2 separate regions of the Mus musculus genome follow, and region 1 is linked to region 2. Evidence: chromatin contacts called from public HiChIP or PLAC-seq data. All regions are on one chromosome and are shown on one strand. Each heading gives the region's core, a stretch centred on a gene start, on an enhancer-like site or on the middle of the called end of the contact. The rest is flanking DNA. Distances are from core to core; before and after follow the strand shown.

Region 1 (7,097 bases), core at 4,568-7,067, 83 kb after region 2:
TTATGACATAACTTCTGATCTTTGGGCTAGAGAAGGGTTATGTGTGCTTGTAGCTTAATGAATTGTTATATGAGCTTGTAAGATATGGACATTAGGAGACATGTTGACAATGGAGGCCTGGTTTGCAAACTTTGAGAGGTAAGTAAATACTCTTAGAGCCATCTATGTGATATTTTGGATTCAGGCTCTGTGGAAATGAAATCTTTGCATGACTGGACAATTGATGATAGTTAGCTAGGGGTGCAGAATCAGCTGTGATTAATAAGAGGCCAGGATCATTGTTGTGAAATCTTTCGGGGAATATTTCCTCAGGGTCAGCACAGAGATGCTGTGGTCCAGAGGGAGCCAGGGCTTCATCTCAAGCTGGAAACTGAAGTTGGTAGTGTTGTCTACATGCTGTTGACTTTAGAAGCATGAAGGATATAGGAGCAGATGGGTCATGGACTCTGCCTTCTTGGTTTCAGAAATTGACAAAGGCTGTGTAGTGTGTGACAGGAGAGTGTAGGTATGAAGGACACTCTGTGAGGCCACTATATGAAGCTGTGAAAGTGAATCATCTGTTTCAGACCCAAAGATGTTGGGGATACCAGAGCCTTGAATCATCTGCCTATAAAGTGGAACCAGACCAAGAGAGAGCTGTGTGTTGTAAGTTGCAAAGTTGGAGGGGCAAAAGCATCTAACCCTTGTTGACACTGCATTTGGAGTGGCAAGATTTGTAGTCTGCCCTGCTAAGGTTTGGTCTTGCTTTGATCCAGGTTTTCCTCACGATTCCTCCATTGCTCTTTTGCCATTACAATGTACATTCTGTTCCCCTGTATGATGGTAATCTACAGGTAATCAGTAGGTAATCTACAGGATGCCACAGTTAAGAGAGTGCTCCAGTCTTAGAAGACACTTGGGACTTCTAAACAGTGTTGCAACTGTTAAAGACCATGGAGCAATGCTGAGGTAGGAATAAATGCATTTTCTAGTATTAAATGGACATGAGCCAATGGGGCCATGGAGTGGAATGAGGTAGTTTGAGATTGTCTTCCATAGTAAACACTTGATTCACAGTTGGTGGTGATGTTTGGGAGGTGCAGGTGGAGTTGGCTTGCTGGAAGAAATATGTCACCATGGTGAGAGTTGGGGTTTGATGCTCAGTGACTTTCCACTTTCGCTTTGATCTGCTGCTTCCTACTTCTGTTAAAGATGCAATCTCTTGACACCCTGCTGCTGCAGTCACAATTAACCCTTATACCTCTAGAAATATAAACCAAAATAAATTCTTTTTCCAGAAATTGCCTTGGTCATGGGATTTTTATCACAGCAACAGAAAAGTGACTAATACAAGAGTATTTAAACTTGCTTGCAAAAACATTAACAAAGGTCAAATAAAAGAGATCAAAATTTGCAAATATAGATTAAGCAGAATCAAGATCAAAACTTATATATTTAAATTGTGTTCCTTAGAGACTAGACTCATGAAATGAAAATTATTTCACCATTCAATTAGCAAAGTTTGAATTACAACCACAAAATAAAATCAAGGAAGCAGGAAAGTAACTGAAATTGGATACAGATTAAACTAAAGGAGATGGACAGAATCTAATGAATGTTAAAGCATGCACATTGTATCTAAGGCTCATGAAGGCACATAAAGCATGCACGGAAATCACTGTTTGTTAGGGCTTGAAGCCATCCTCTATGCTTGGGTCATATTCTTACTGAAGTACTATACAGATTTGTTAATGACCTCTTAAGAGATACCTGCCTAAAAATTGGCAACAACATCGGTTAGTCTTAAATTTATCTAACCTCTCATCCAAGGATAAAGATACCAATACAGAAGTGAATGCTCACAGTCATCTATTGGAGGGAACACAGGGTCCCCAATGAAGGAGCTAGAGAAAGTACTCAAGGAATTGAAGGGGTCTGCAGCCCTATAGGAGGAACAAGAATATAAACTAACCAGTACCCCCAGAGCTTGTGTCTCTAGCTGCATATGTATCAGATGATGGCCTAGTTGTCCATCAATGGGAGGAGAGGCCCTTGGTCTTGTGAAGATTCTAGGCCCGGGTATAGGGAAAGCCAGGGGCAGGAAAGCCAGGGGCAGTGGGTGGGTTGGGGAGCAGGGAGAGGGAGGATGGTATAGGGGATTTTCAGAGAGGAAACTAGGAAAGGGGATAACATCTAGCTGCATATGTATCAAAAGATGGCCTAGTCGGCCATCACTGGAAAGAGAGGCCCATTGGACTTGCAAACTTTATATGCCCCAGTACAGGGGAACGCCAGGGCCAAAAGTGGGAGTGGGTGGGGAGGGAAGTGGAGGGGAGGGGTATGGGGGACTTTTGGGATAGCATTGTAAATGTAAATGAGGAAAATTCCTAATTAAAATATTATAAAAAAAAGAAAAAAGAAAAAAAAAGATACCAGTTGTTCCAAGATTCCCCAAACAGTTAAATCTTACAGGCCAGTTCACTCAGTGATGGGAACAAATGTTGGTCCCACATGAGAATCATTACTCCACTGATGGAATCAAGGTCATCTCCAACCTTAAGTGTCTGAACAGGGCCCAGTGCAAACTAAAGTGACTTTGCAAGCAATAATGATTTCTGCTTTGCCAACAGAACCTCTAAGTAGAAACAACCTAAATAATAAAATGCACGAACAAGCTTGATTGAGATTGCTTGACTATAGTTCTTGTACCAGGCCTTTCTTCTCCTGTATAAGGGTGAAACTCTTGTTAGTCAGTAGTACAAGGTCTACTATCTTCCCAGTGTGGTCACACTGGAAATTTCCTTTCTTGCATCATTACCACTTGTGACAGGTGTTGGAATTTGGCCTAGAGGAGACTCAGGAACTCTGATAAGAAGCAGACATAGACATATAGTAATTTTTGATTAAACGCTATCGTCAAAAAGTTTAAAAACCCAATAGCTACAAGAAACTGGAGATACTATGCAAATGTTATCCAGTTCTCCCATCCTAGTTTGTACTAACAGAGTAATAGTTTCTATAAAACAAAACAAACAGTTACATGACACCCTCTTTCCCTTAGAAGTGCTTTAAAAATAACAGTAGTAATCGATCTTAAAAGATCTTGCAGGAAGTCATTGATAGAAAAAAAATTAAAACAAAAAACAGTTTTAAAAAAGATATTTTTAAACTTCAAAATCTGTAATAGTTATTTAATTTTTTAGGTGTTAAGCAGGGGGAAAATCCCTAGCAACTTTTAAAAAAAGTATGTTGTTAAATAATGTTTATTAATAACTATTATACATAATAATAGTGATATCTTCTTTTAAACCCTAGGCTTCATTCATGGTAAGTAAGCATTCTAACATTGGGCTATATGGTCAGCCCTACTGTATTGGTTTTAAAGACAACTGATGTTTCTTTTATTTAAACAGGTCTTGCTATGACTTTATTTACAGAAAACAGTAATTAGCAACAGGAAGATAAATATATGTAAGTGGAGTGCATGTGCTAACCATCTTAAAAAAAGTTTGCCACTAATTCATTTTGATACATGTTAATTTTGCTGATTTTTATGGTATTCATACCATGCTAAATCCTGAGATTGATGGAAAAGTGTGACAGTTCTCAGTGTAGGCTGTCTATCTGAGGCATTCTGACATCCAAGCCTTTTCCCAGAATTCCCTAAATCCTGGTGGCATGCCTAACCATCTGGTTTTACAACCGCCCTTTGTGACTCCAAGTGCAATAAAAGTTAAGAACCACTGTACTGAGACAAGATTCCAAGGACACTCCATTTCTACTTGAGTCAAAATCCAGCCAGTTCAACAGGAACACAGAAAGAAGGGAACATACAGAAAATGTCAAGTTCCCAAATTGCCTTAGCAACTTGTGAGGGGCCGTCTGTGGCAAGGTAAGACTTCCTCATGATAAACCATGAGACACAAGTTAGAGCCCAGAAGACAACTCCTGCCACAAATGCAGAGTAGTGCAGACATAACTAAATATTAGTACACACGCAGATTTCTTGAGAAATCTGGTCAACTTTAAGAGTTCTTTGCATCAACAGCATGACTTGGCTGCCAGAAAATAAACTTGGTCCAATGCTATGTCAACAAATGCTTGCTTTCTAGACAAGGAAGACCCCTCCTTTTCTGCATGCTTCGTTGGGGTATTTTAAGTATGGAGCCATGTTCTGAACGGCGTACTTTATGAAGATAAACTTAGCATGATGGATGAGGATAATTGGAACTGTCGGGTTAAACTAAAAAGGAATCTTTCACTGGTAGGAAAAGTAGCCCTGGGAGAACGTGACAGATATTTCCAAATATCTGAGGGGCTAACATGTGGAATTTACATTAGACGAAGTACGCAAAATACCAAAGTCAAAAGCAATGGGTAGTTGGAAGATTCAATGATGTCAGTCTTCAATAAAGGGAAGCACAGTCAGGGCAAGGGGCATTCACTGTTTGTAGAGGTATTTAAGCACTCACGGAAATGTTGGGCAAGGAGACCTCCAGATCATATTATTTGAATTACAAGGAAACGTCTTTCCTCCAACGACAATTTTGTGGCTTTTTAACATTAGTGCACTTAGTATAGTTTTTGAATAGGCAAGACCTTTCATGTCTCTATGCTGTTGATGCAGCTTAAGTGGAACTTCTGCCATCTGCCCACCTGCCCAGGAAAGCAGATGCCATCACCAGGAAGACAGCAGAGTTCCTAGGTGCTTTTCCAGAGAATAAATGCATCACTGCTGTTTGCTCTTTCAGCATATAAATTGTCCCATTTCATTCTCTTTCTCTTGCAAATGGAAGGTGTGTCTTGCAGATACAGTTTGGGTGTGTCTCTATCAATGTTCTTTAAGATTCTGGACCATCTGTCCTTCAGATGGAACTTTAGGTCTTCCGGAAGATCACTAAGATCTTAGCATGAATGACTTGCCCTGTATTCTGAGATGTCCCTCTTTGCATTCTTGCTTCAAGTAAACCAGAAAACAGTGGAGGTGGTGGTGCTGGGAAGGGCACTATGGCCCCATAGGTCTCTGCTATAATGTTGATCTTTTTCTCTGAAGTGTTTTAGAAGTCTCAGGCTGGTCCCAAACTTCTCAGGATAAAGAATGTCTGGAGAAGGATTTTACCACAAGGGGTTGCCAGGGCCAAAGCGTGCGTCTCCTACCCACTGTACCTGCTCCCCCCTCCCCATCTTTCTAGCAGCTGAGCTCAGTCATGTGGCCCCTAAAACTGGTCCTGCAGAGAGAGTCAAGCCCCCAGACCTGACTTGAGCCCCTGCCTCCCCACCCCGACACCCCAGCAGAGCCCAGAGAGAAGGGCAGAGAAAGGGAAAGCGAGGAGAGTGGATGGAGGTGGGGCTGGAGGAAAGCGTGGGGCTGGAGGGAGCAAGCTTCCTAGGGAAAGAGAGGGGAGGGCTGACTGGGCTCGGCACGCTCCCTCCCTCTTGCCGCTTTCTCTCACATAAGCGCAGGCAGAGGGCGCATCAGTCATGCCCTGCCCCTGCGCCCGCTGCCGCCGCCGCCACCGCCACCGCTCGGCCCCGCGCGCGCAGGAGGCTCGAGCGCCCGGGAGCTCGCGGGCCTCGCCGCCGCCGGGCGCCCCGCCGCCCTCCTCCCGCCCCCCGGCTCCGCCGCCACCACCGCCTTCTCCCGCGGCTCCCGCGGCCCGGCTCCTTTCACTTCGGGCGAGGGGAGGGAGGAGGGGGGACGAGGGACCCGAGGGCTCTTCGGGACGAGTGGAACATCGCGGGGTGACTGGGCTTAACCACCCCACCCCCTCTTCTTTGCAAAACACCAAAAACAAAACCGCGATCGGCGGAGCCGGCGCCCTCGCTTCACCTCGCGGGCCGCCACCGAGGGCAGTTCGGATGTCCGGTTTCCTGTGAGGCTCGTACCTGACACCCGGGAGCCTCTCCCCCGTGAGGGCTGCCAGAGCCGAGGGCAAAAGTTGCGAGCCGCCGAGTCCCGGGAGACGCTCGCCCAGGGGGGTCCCCGGGAGGAAACCACGGGACAGGGACCAGGAGAGGACCTCAGCCTCACGCCCCAGCCTGCGCCAGCCAACGGACCGGCCTCCCTGCTCCCGGTCCATCCACCATGCACTTGCTGTGCTTCTTGTCTCTGGCGTGTTCCCTGCTCGCCGCTGCGCTGATCCCCAGTCCGCGCGAGGCGCCCGCCACCGTCGCCGCCTTCGAGTCGGGACTGGGCTTCTCGGAAGCGGAGCCCGACGGGGGCGAGGTCAAGGTAGGTGCAAGGGACCCCGTCGGGTCGGGCTGAGGATCCGAGGCTCCCAAGTCCTGGACTGTGTGTGGGCTTGGCTTTACTGGGTGTACAGAGAACCTGCCGTGGAGTGTGTGTGCATAATTATTTATTTAACCTTTGGATCCAAAGTTAGAGATTGGTGCACGCTTGCTTGGAGCAAAGTTTCTCTTCTTTTTTTCTCTCCCCCAGTGGAAAGCTGTTACTAGAAAGGAAAGCAACTTAGAGGAGGGAAGGGCCCAAGAGGTGTTCAGTCACACAGATTCCTTCTCCTTCATAGTGGTCTCCTGCCAACAGAGGAGTTTGCACCCTGCCCCAGTGGCATGGCTCCAGAGAGAATTTCATTGCTGTAGGAAATGCTCTTTTCTTTTCCTGGCTGGTTTTGGACTCCAAAGAGCTTCTGGGGTGTGTGACCAGACAACGGAGTTTTATGCTCCTGGAGTTTGCATAGCAGGGGCCCCAGGCTCTGTGAGCTAGTTTGGAAAAAGTGTGAGTAAATTTAGAAACTGGGCTTAAAGGTTTTGGATTTCAGAATTAACTTGAACTTGGTCAAATCCAAGATGTAACAGAAATTGGAATCTTCTAAACTTTATCAATTCTTTTCCTAAACAGTGGCTATAAGATTAAAAAAAAATCAAAGTATCAATTAGTTTGTTTTATTTTGTTTTAAAGAGAAATAGCATCTTTCCTGAACACGTTAAGGGACTTTTGAAGACATTCCGATTGTCTGACTCAGTTATCTTATCTTGTGTACTTCTCACTTGAACCTTCTAAAGAATATGTTTATAACATCTTCAAGTTTATACTTGGCGTAATAGTTGGGATCTTGAACTCCTGCAAAAGTTTTGTGTTTAAGGCACTGCGAAGCCCC
Region 2 (7,698 bases), core at 4,402-6,901:
ATAGTAATTGTAAGAAATATGCAAAGTGGAGAGGGTGATGTTAAGGATTACTTTATATAGTGCCAATACTGACTGTAAGAATTTTGTTATCTTAAGACACTTGCTAATTTCAATATTTTACAACCTCAAACAAAACCAAAAACAAAAAGCTAGTGTCCACAGGAATGAACGAATTATAGTTCAAATGACTACAGTAAAGAATTATTAATTATCATTTATTTTTTTCTTTTTAAATATATTTTATTAGGTATTTTCCTCATTTACATTTCCAATGCTATCCCAAAAGTCTCCCATACACTCCCCCCGCACTCCCCTACCAACCCATTCCCACTTTTTGGCCCTGGTGTTCCCCTGTACTGGGGCATATAAAGTTTGCATGACCAATAGGCCTCTATTTCCAGTGATGGCTGACTAGGTCATCTTTTGATACATATGCAGCTAGAGACAAGAGCTACAGGGTACTGGTTAGTTCATATTGTTGTTCTACCTTTAGGGTTGCAGATCCCTTTAGCTCCTTGGGTACTTTCTCTAGCTCCTCCATTGGAGGCCCTGTAATCCATTCAATAGCTGGCTGTGAGCATCCACTTCTGTGTTTGCTAGGCCTTAGCATAGACTCACAAGAGACAGCTATATCAGGGTCCTTTCAGCAAAATCTTGCTAGTGTATGCAGTGGTGTCAGCATTTGGAGGCTGATTATGGGATGGATCCCTGGATATAGCAGTCTCTAGATGGTCTATCCTTTTGTCTCAGCTCCAAACTTTGTCTCTGTAACTCCTTCCATGGGTGTTTTGTTCCCAATTCTAAGAAGGGGCAAAGTGTCCACACTTTGGTCTTCGTTCTTCTTCAGTTTCATGTGTTTCACAAATTGTATCTTATATCTTGGGTATTCTAAGTTTCTGGGCTAATATCCACTTATCAGTAAGTACATATCATGTGAATTCTTTTGTGATTAGGTTACCTCACTCAGGATGATGCCCTCCAGGTCCAACCATTTGCCTAGGAATTAATTTCATAAATTCATTCTTTTTAATAGCTGAGTAGTACACCATTGTGTAAATGTACCACATTTACCACATTTTCTGTATCCATTCCTCTGTTGAGGGGCATCTGGGTTCTTTCCAGCTTCTGGCTATTATAAATAAGGCTGCTATGAACATAGTGGAGCATGTGTCTTTCTTACCAGTTGGAACATCTTCTGGATATATGCCCAGGAGAGGTATTGCGGGATCCTCTGGTAGTACTATGTCCAATTTTCTGAGGAACCTCCAGATTGATTTCCAGAGTGGTTGTACAAGCTTGCAATCCCAACAACAGTGGAGGAGTATTCCTCTTTCTCCACATCCTCGCCAGCATCTGCTGTTACCTGAATTTTTTAATTTATCCATTCTGACTGGTGTGAGATGGAATCTCAGGGTTGTTTTGATCTGCATTTCCCTGATGATTAAGGATGCTGAACATTTTTTCAGGTGCTTCTCAGGCATTCAGTATTCCTCAGGTGAGAATTCTTTGTTTAGCTCTGAGCCCCATTTTTAATGGGGTTATTTGATTTTCTGGAGTCCACCTTCTTGAGTTCTTTATATATATTGGATATTAGTCCCCTATCTGATTTAGGATAGGTAAAGATCCTTTCCCAATCTGTTGGTGGCCTTTTTGTCTTACTGACATTGTCTTTTGCCTTACAGAAGCTTTGCAGTTTTATGAGGTCCCGTTTGTCAATTCTCAATCTTATGGCACAAGCCATTGCTATTCTATTGAGGATTTTTTCCCCCTGTGCCCATATCTTCGAGGTTTTTCCCCACTTTCTCCTTTATAAGTTTCAGTGTCTCTGGTTTTATGTGGAGTTCCTTGACCAACTTAAGTTTGACCTTAGTACAAGGAGATAGGAATGGATCAATTCACATTCTTCTACATGATAACCACCAGTTGTGTCAGCACCATTTGTTGAAAATGCTGTCTTTTTTCCACTGGATGGTTTTAGCTCTCTTGTCAAAGATCAAATGACCATAGGTGTGTGGGTTCATTTCTGGGTCTTCAATTCTGTTCCATTGGTCTACTTGTTTGTCACTATACCAGTACCATGCAGTTTTTATAACAATTGCTCTGTAGTACAGCTTTAGGTCAGGCATGGTGATTCCATCAGAGTTTCTTTTATCCTTGAGAAGAGTTTTTGCTATCCTAGGTTTTTTGATATTCCAGATGAATTTGCAGATTGCCCTTTCTAATTTGTTGAGGAATTGAGTTGGAATTTTGATGAGGATTGCTTTGAGTCTGTAAATTGTTTTTGGCAAGATAGCCATTTTTACTATATTGATCCTGCCAATCCATGAGCATGGGAGATCTTTCCATCTTCTGAGATCTTCATTAATTTCTTTCTTTAGAGACTTGAAGATCTTATCATACAGATCTTTCACTTCCTTAGTTAGAGTCATGCCAAGGTATTTTATATTATTTGTGACTATTGAGTTGGGTGTTGTTTCACTAATTTCTTTCTCACCCTGTTTATTCTTTGTGTAGAGAAAGGTCATTGACTTGCTTGAGTTAATTTTATATTCGGCTACTTCACCGAAGCTGTTTATCAGGTTTAGGAGTTCTCTGGTGGAATTTTTAAGATCACTTAAATATCTACTGATCTCATGAACGTCATAATTTTCAACATTCATTTGAATTCAACTGAATATATTTGTGCTGGTTATGTTTTTCCCTACTTTTTGTTTCAGATGGAGTGATTTCTGTTTTTATGGTTTGAGAGACATCAGCTCGTCTTGAAAAGGGAGAAATTGCAGAATAGGGAAAGAAAGCAGGTCAATGTAAGCACAGGAAGTGACCTAGGAAAGAAGTTCTCTAAAGACACTCAGAGATGATTTGAATGAGAATGGCCCCCACAGGCTCCTAGACTAGACTTGACTGCTTGGTGCCCAATTAGTAGAACTGTTTAGGAAGGATTAGGAATTGTAGCCCTGTTAGATGAGCATGGCTGGGGGAGAAGTGATTCTGAGGGTGGGCTTTGAGGTTTCAAAAGCACATTCCAGGCCGAATGGTTTTCCCCATCTTTGCCTGCTGCAGGCAGATCGGGATGTAAAGCTCTCAGCTACAGCTACTGCGCTATGCCTGCCTGCTTCCCACTATGATGGTCATGGACTAACCCTCTGAAACTGTATCTAAGCCCCAATTAAAACCTGCTCTTTCACAAAAAAAAAGCTGCCTTGGACATGCTGACTCTTCAATAAAATAGTAAGTAGTCTAAATGGCTACTGATCTGTCCCTCACTTCCACACCCTCTGTTTCACTACCTCCCATCAATGACATCTCAAACTGAGTCTCCCGGGAGTAATACACTTAATTAGGCCAGAGCCTTCATGACATAATTGTATCTGGAAGTGTCCTCATAGACAAAGTTATTCAGAAACTTGCTTGGCTAATTCTCTAGCATCCCTTAGTACAACAAAGTTGAAAGATTAATGACCACAGACCAGATGTTATCATAAGTCTCTTATTTAAGGGACGATAAGGAGTTTTCTAGGCTTATACTAGTGTTCTACTCCACTGAAATGTCATAATAAATCACATTATTATGTATAATTGATATATGATAATGTCTTAGTTAGGCTTTCTATTGCCATGACAAAGCACCATAACCAAAGAAACATGGTGAGGATAGTTTTTTTTTTTTTTTTTTTTTTTTTCAGGTTAAACTTCCACATCCCAGTTCATCAGAAGAAGAAGACATCAGGACAAGAACTCAAGCAGGGCAGGGACCTGAAGGCAGGAGCTGATGCAAAAGCCATGGAGAAGTGCTGCTTGCAGGCTTGCTCCTCATGGCTTGCTCAGCTTGCCTTCTTACAGAACTCAAGACCACTGCCCAGGGATGGAATCACATACAATGAGCTGGTTTCTCCTACATCAGTCACTAATTAAGATAATGCACTATAGGCTTGATTTCCACCCTGTCTTATGAGGCATTTCATCAATTGAGGCTGCCACCCCTCTGATGACTCTAGCTTGTGTCTAGCTAACATAAAACTAGCCAATAAACTAATAAACTTAATTAATAAGCAAAACTATTTGAACATTAAAATGTACTCTAATTTCAGACAAAGCAGGTGCTATCATTTTCCCTCTGGGTATACAATAGTCTATTTTCTGTTGCTAACAACTGAATACCACAGACTACACATTTTAATAAAATGTACTACTTTGATTCTTTGTGTATATGAGTGTTTTATCTGCATATACAACTGCATGCCAGAAGAGGGCATCAGATCCCATAATAGATAGTTGTGAGCCACCATGTGGTTGCTGGGAATTGAACACAATGCCTCTGGTAGAGCAGACTCTTAAACACAGAGTCATCTCTCCAGCCCCTCTACTTTGGCTCCTACTTTTGGAAATGTAAGGCCAAGAAATCACATCTGGTGTCATCTGTCTTACTAGAGTCTCTAGATGACACAGATGTAGCAAGCCACGGGGCTGTGTACTTTTATGTCTTTCTTTTGGTCATCTTCTCTTTCCTTATAAATAAACAAGTATTCATCATGATGCCCCACCCCAGGGGCATTAATTATGTCCAGATTATGCCCTAATCATGTGCAGAATGTACTAGCTCTGAATAACTTAATTAGATTAATTTTCCATTATTTTCATAGTTCAAAGTGGGGATTAACTCTCAAAGCAAGAAGCCTTAGGAGGACACACTAAAACCACACACAAACTATAGCTAAGAGAATGAACAGAATGTATTATCAATATTGATTTTAGAGCTACCATCCCTTGTTTTTTTGTTGTTTTGGTATAGTCTTATTCCAGTCACTGCCAGCTTTGGTGTCTGACTTGAAGTAATAGAATCTTATTTTGGCTCAATAAGAGGAAAGTTTAATATTTACATTGACATTCTGTGTTAGAAAGCAGAAATTGGGGTGGTAGAACCAAATATAAGCCTGAGAAAAAGAACTGACGCCCAAGAAGACAGATGTTAATATATTCCCCAAAATTGAAGGATAGTATCTGGCTGCAATTTAAGTTTAGCAATTTGTTGATTGAGCTTAGTTAGGTTAAGTACAGAGAACAACATACAGTGAGCACTGGAACCAACATATCTTTGGCCAGCATCCTCTCTGCCGTTAACCACAACACATTTGGCAAGTGTTTGGGAAGAGCACACAAAGGCAGAAAATTCTCAGTTCCTCTTTCTCATTGTTTCTCTTCATTGTTTTTTTTTTCTATTTTTATTCTTCAGAATAGCCTGCAACATGGTGAAAGTTCTAAATGTGCTTTGCAGACTTCGTCAGTCCTATGACTGTTAAAAAGCTTGAGGCAAATTCATAATGATACTCCCAAGGAAAGGGTAGAGTTTTGTAATCAAATTATCTTCAACCCTGTGCTTACTCCCTGCCCAATTTCCACCTTTTATTTAGCTTTCTAATTTTTCCCATTTTAAGTGTCATTTGGTTTGACGAGTTGTTACAAGCTTTTCTACCTCTCTCTCACTGTCTCCTCTCTTTCCTCTTCCTTCTCTCTCCCCTCTCTTTCTGCTCTACCTACTCTCAAGAGATATATAATATAAAGTTTAGTGAACACACACATTCTAAAATAGACTATAATACAAAGTGCAGTGAACACCCAATGACTGCAACGGAGACAGGAAAATAGACAACAGGGATGCTATGGTGAGGGCATTCCTGGTCACACTCCCTACTCCTTGCCCTGTACTATCATGAAAACCAGGGCTGTACAAGAGAAAGTAGATGTTTAGAAGTGAAGGAACATGAGTCACTAATTCTGAGAAATATTAGTACAAAAATGTCTATTAATATCACTAAAGGCAGTGGGCAGGTGGCTCATATAATTCAAGAGCTTTCTTTCTGTCTCTCTGTGTGTACACAATACATTTGCTTTTACTATTTATAAATACATATAATATGTTATAACAACATATTGCATATCCTGCTTGAATATTATATACAATATAAAAAGTCCATGGAGAGAGCAAAGGATGTCCATCATGCTTGGAAAAAAGAAATCCTGCCAGAATCCTACCTTGTAATCAGCTTTCATATAGAGTCTTGATTAGTTGGCACATATGTCATAAATAATTTATATATCTCCCCAAAGCATTTGGCTTTTAAATTAATTATGTGCCTTATGGCAATGAATTAGACACATTCAATAATATTCTTTCATCCTAAGGCCCAGATTTTTGTATGAGTGGTTAAAAGAGCCTAATATAGGAAAATTAAATCTTTATGAAATAATACGCCTGTAGAAGGCTCACTGGGAGCAGGCATTATATCTCAGTGTTATTACTAGATTTTGGATATTATAGACAAGGCCACCATATTTTCTGTAGGAAATCACTTAGAAATGCAATTTTTAGATATACCTTGCATAGAATACTGTAAAAGTCTGAATACAAGTAAACAAATGCCATAGTTAAAATAATTAAATCCCAACTGTTATTTATGTTAACACTATATCTCCTATTGCTCTGTAAGTCAAGATTGGGAGGGATCATTTTAGAGGCTCCTTCGTTTCAACCAGATATGTAAGAAGTTACATCACATGAAGCAGTGTCAGAAACCAGACAATTCTATGTTAGCTTTAATAAGCCTTTTAAAATCAGTCACTGTAATATTGTATTTTTTCCTTATGTTGGATTTGGGCAAATTCTTGACTCTAACTTTATGATTTCAAGAGTGAGTAAAATTACTTGTTTGATATTTTAGACATTCCAGAAGTTCACCATTTTATATTGAAATTATATAGGGAATATATTCTTTATAGGTAAAGGTAATTATATCATCAATACATAATTCAGTAACATAATCAATGGAATTTAGGTTAGGTAATACCTCTTCTTCAACTTCTCTCTGCCAATTGTTTTGCAAATAAAATTTTTAGTGAACCCCAATAAGTTCTGTTTGAATTACTAAGAAGAAAAGAGAACTGCAGCCTGGGTGATTATTTTCATAGGTTCTCAAATGCAATGAGAATTGTAAGCATAGTGTTCTTATTAATTTATTTTCTCTGATCAATTTATAAGTGATATGAAAGTGGAAGAGCAAGTCTGTTTCATGTTGAGCAGTGAGAATCAGAAATCTTCCTTTAAATGGTTTATCTAAAATGGAACAACAGCAAACTTCAGGAATTGATGCAGAATTATGTGAATTAATTAGCTTTTCTGTTGCCCTGGACTTATTGCATTGCTGACATTTTTTTTCCACTAACATATAAATGGGAATGCTTTCCTGCAGATGGGAAGAAAGTGAGTCAAGATACAGAGACCCTAGGGGCTGAATGGGAGGAGGGCCACATCTTACCTAGCCTGATATACAGACTGGACTGCTTAACTAGCCTGATAGTCTTCTCTGCTAATGGACTTTCAATTGTTAAAGTACGTATGGGGGTTGGTCAGTGATAATAAACAGTTAAACCATTTAAAAAGTCCTTTTGTGAAATTTTATGCCTCTTATAATGAAAATACACTTTAAAAAATAAAATTCAGCTCTGAAGCACATATGAGAGCAGTTAAATGTTTTCGTTGGAATCCTAAGAGTTAATTCAGGGAAGACAATCCAATTGTAAAGTAACTGAAGTAACACCTCTGGAAAACAGAGTCTTAAGAACCAATAAGGGAGCTGCACCTCTCTCTTACCTGACAAGTTATTTCCAATGTGCCCCTCTTATTTTTGCAATTTAGCTTGA

What was found. HiChIP or PLAC-seq counts read pairs in DNA pulled down with a chosen protein or histone mark.
Region 1: a contact with region 2 is called in an H3K4me3 HiChIP or PLAC-seq map of the 230-238 cell line, with 25 read pairs. The contact joins the promoter of Vegfc here to the enhancer-like site in region 2. A contact is called at or near these places in 1 of 39 promoter capture datasets (pre-B cells), 1 of 15 datasets of contacts at CTCF or cohesin (pro-B cells), 3 of 484 Hi-C or Micro-C datasets (bone marrow-derived macrophages, granulocyte-monocyte progenitors and nephron progenitors), 6 of 115 datasets of contacts at active chromatin or transcription factors (the 230-238 cell line, bone marrow-derived macrophages, embryonic stem cells and 1 more) and 1 of 9 other capture datasets (liver).

The regions. Positions count from the first base shown.
Region 1 is chr8:54,071,715-54,078,811 of GRCm38.p6, forward strand. It overlaps Vegfc (vascular endothelial growth factor C), which reads left to right and starts at 5,818. Exons shown (of 7, transcript NM_009506.2): 1 at 5,818-6,211. The coding sequence starts at 6,065. It overlaps Gm33153, which reads right to left. Exons shown (of 1, transcript XM_006509526.4): 1 at 4,356-7,097. The coding sequence starts at 6,059. The coding sequence ends at 5,220.
Region 2 is chr8:53,989,285-53,996,982 of GRCm38.p6, forward strand. No RefSeq gene overlaps it. Among named protein-coding and RNA genes, the nearest start is that of Vegfc, 84 kb to the right of the region's middle. Within about 2 kb of position 5,652, at least 22 of the 459 cell types and tissues checked have an H3K27ac peak or open chromatin away from gene starts, as enhancers often do. A contact at or near this core is called in the 230-238 cell line, bone marrow-derived macrophages, pre-B cells and 1 more, where this site is marked.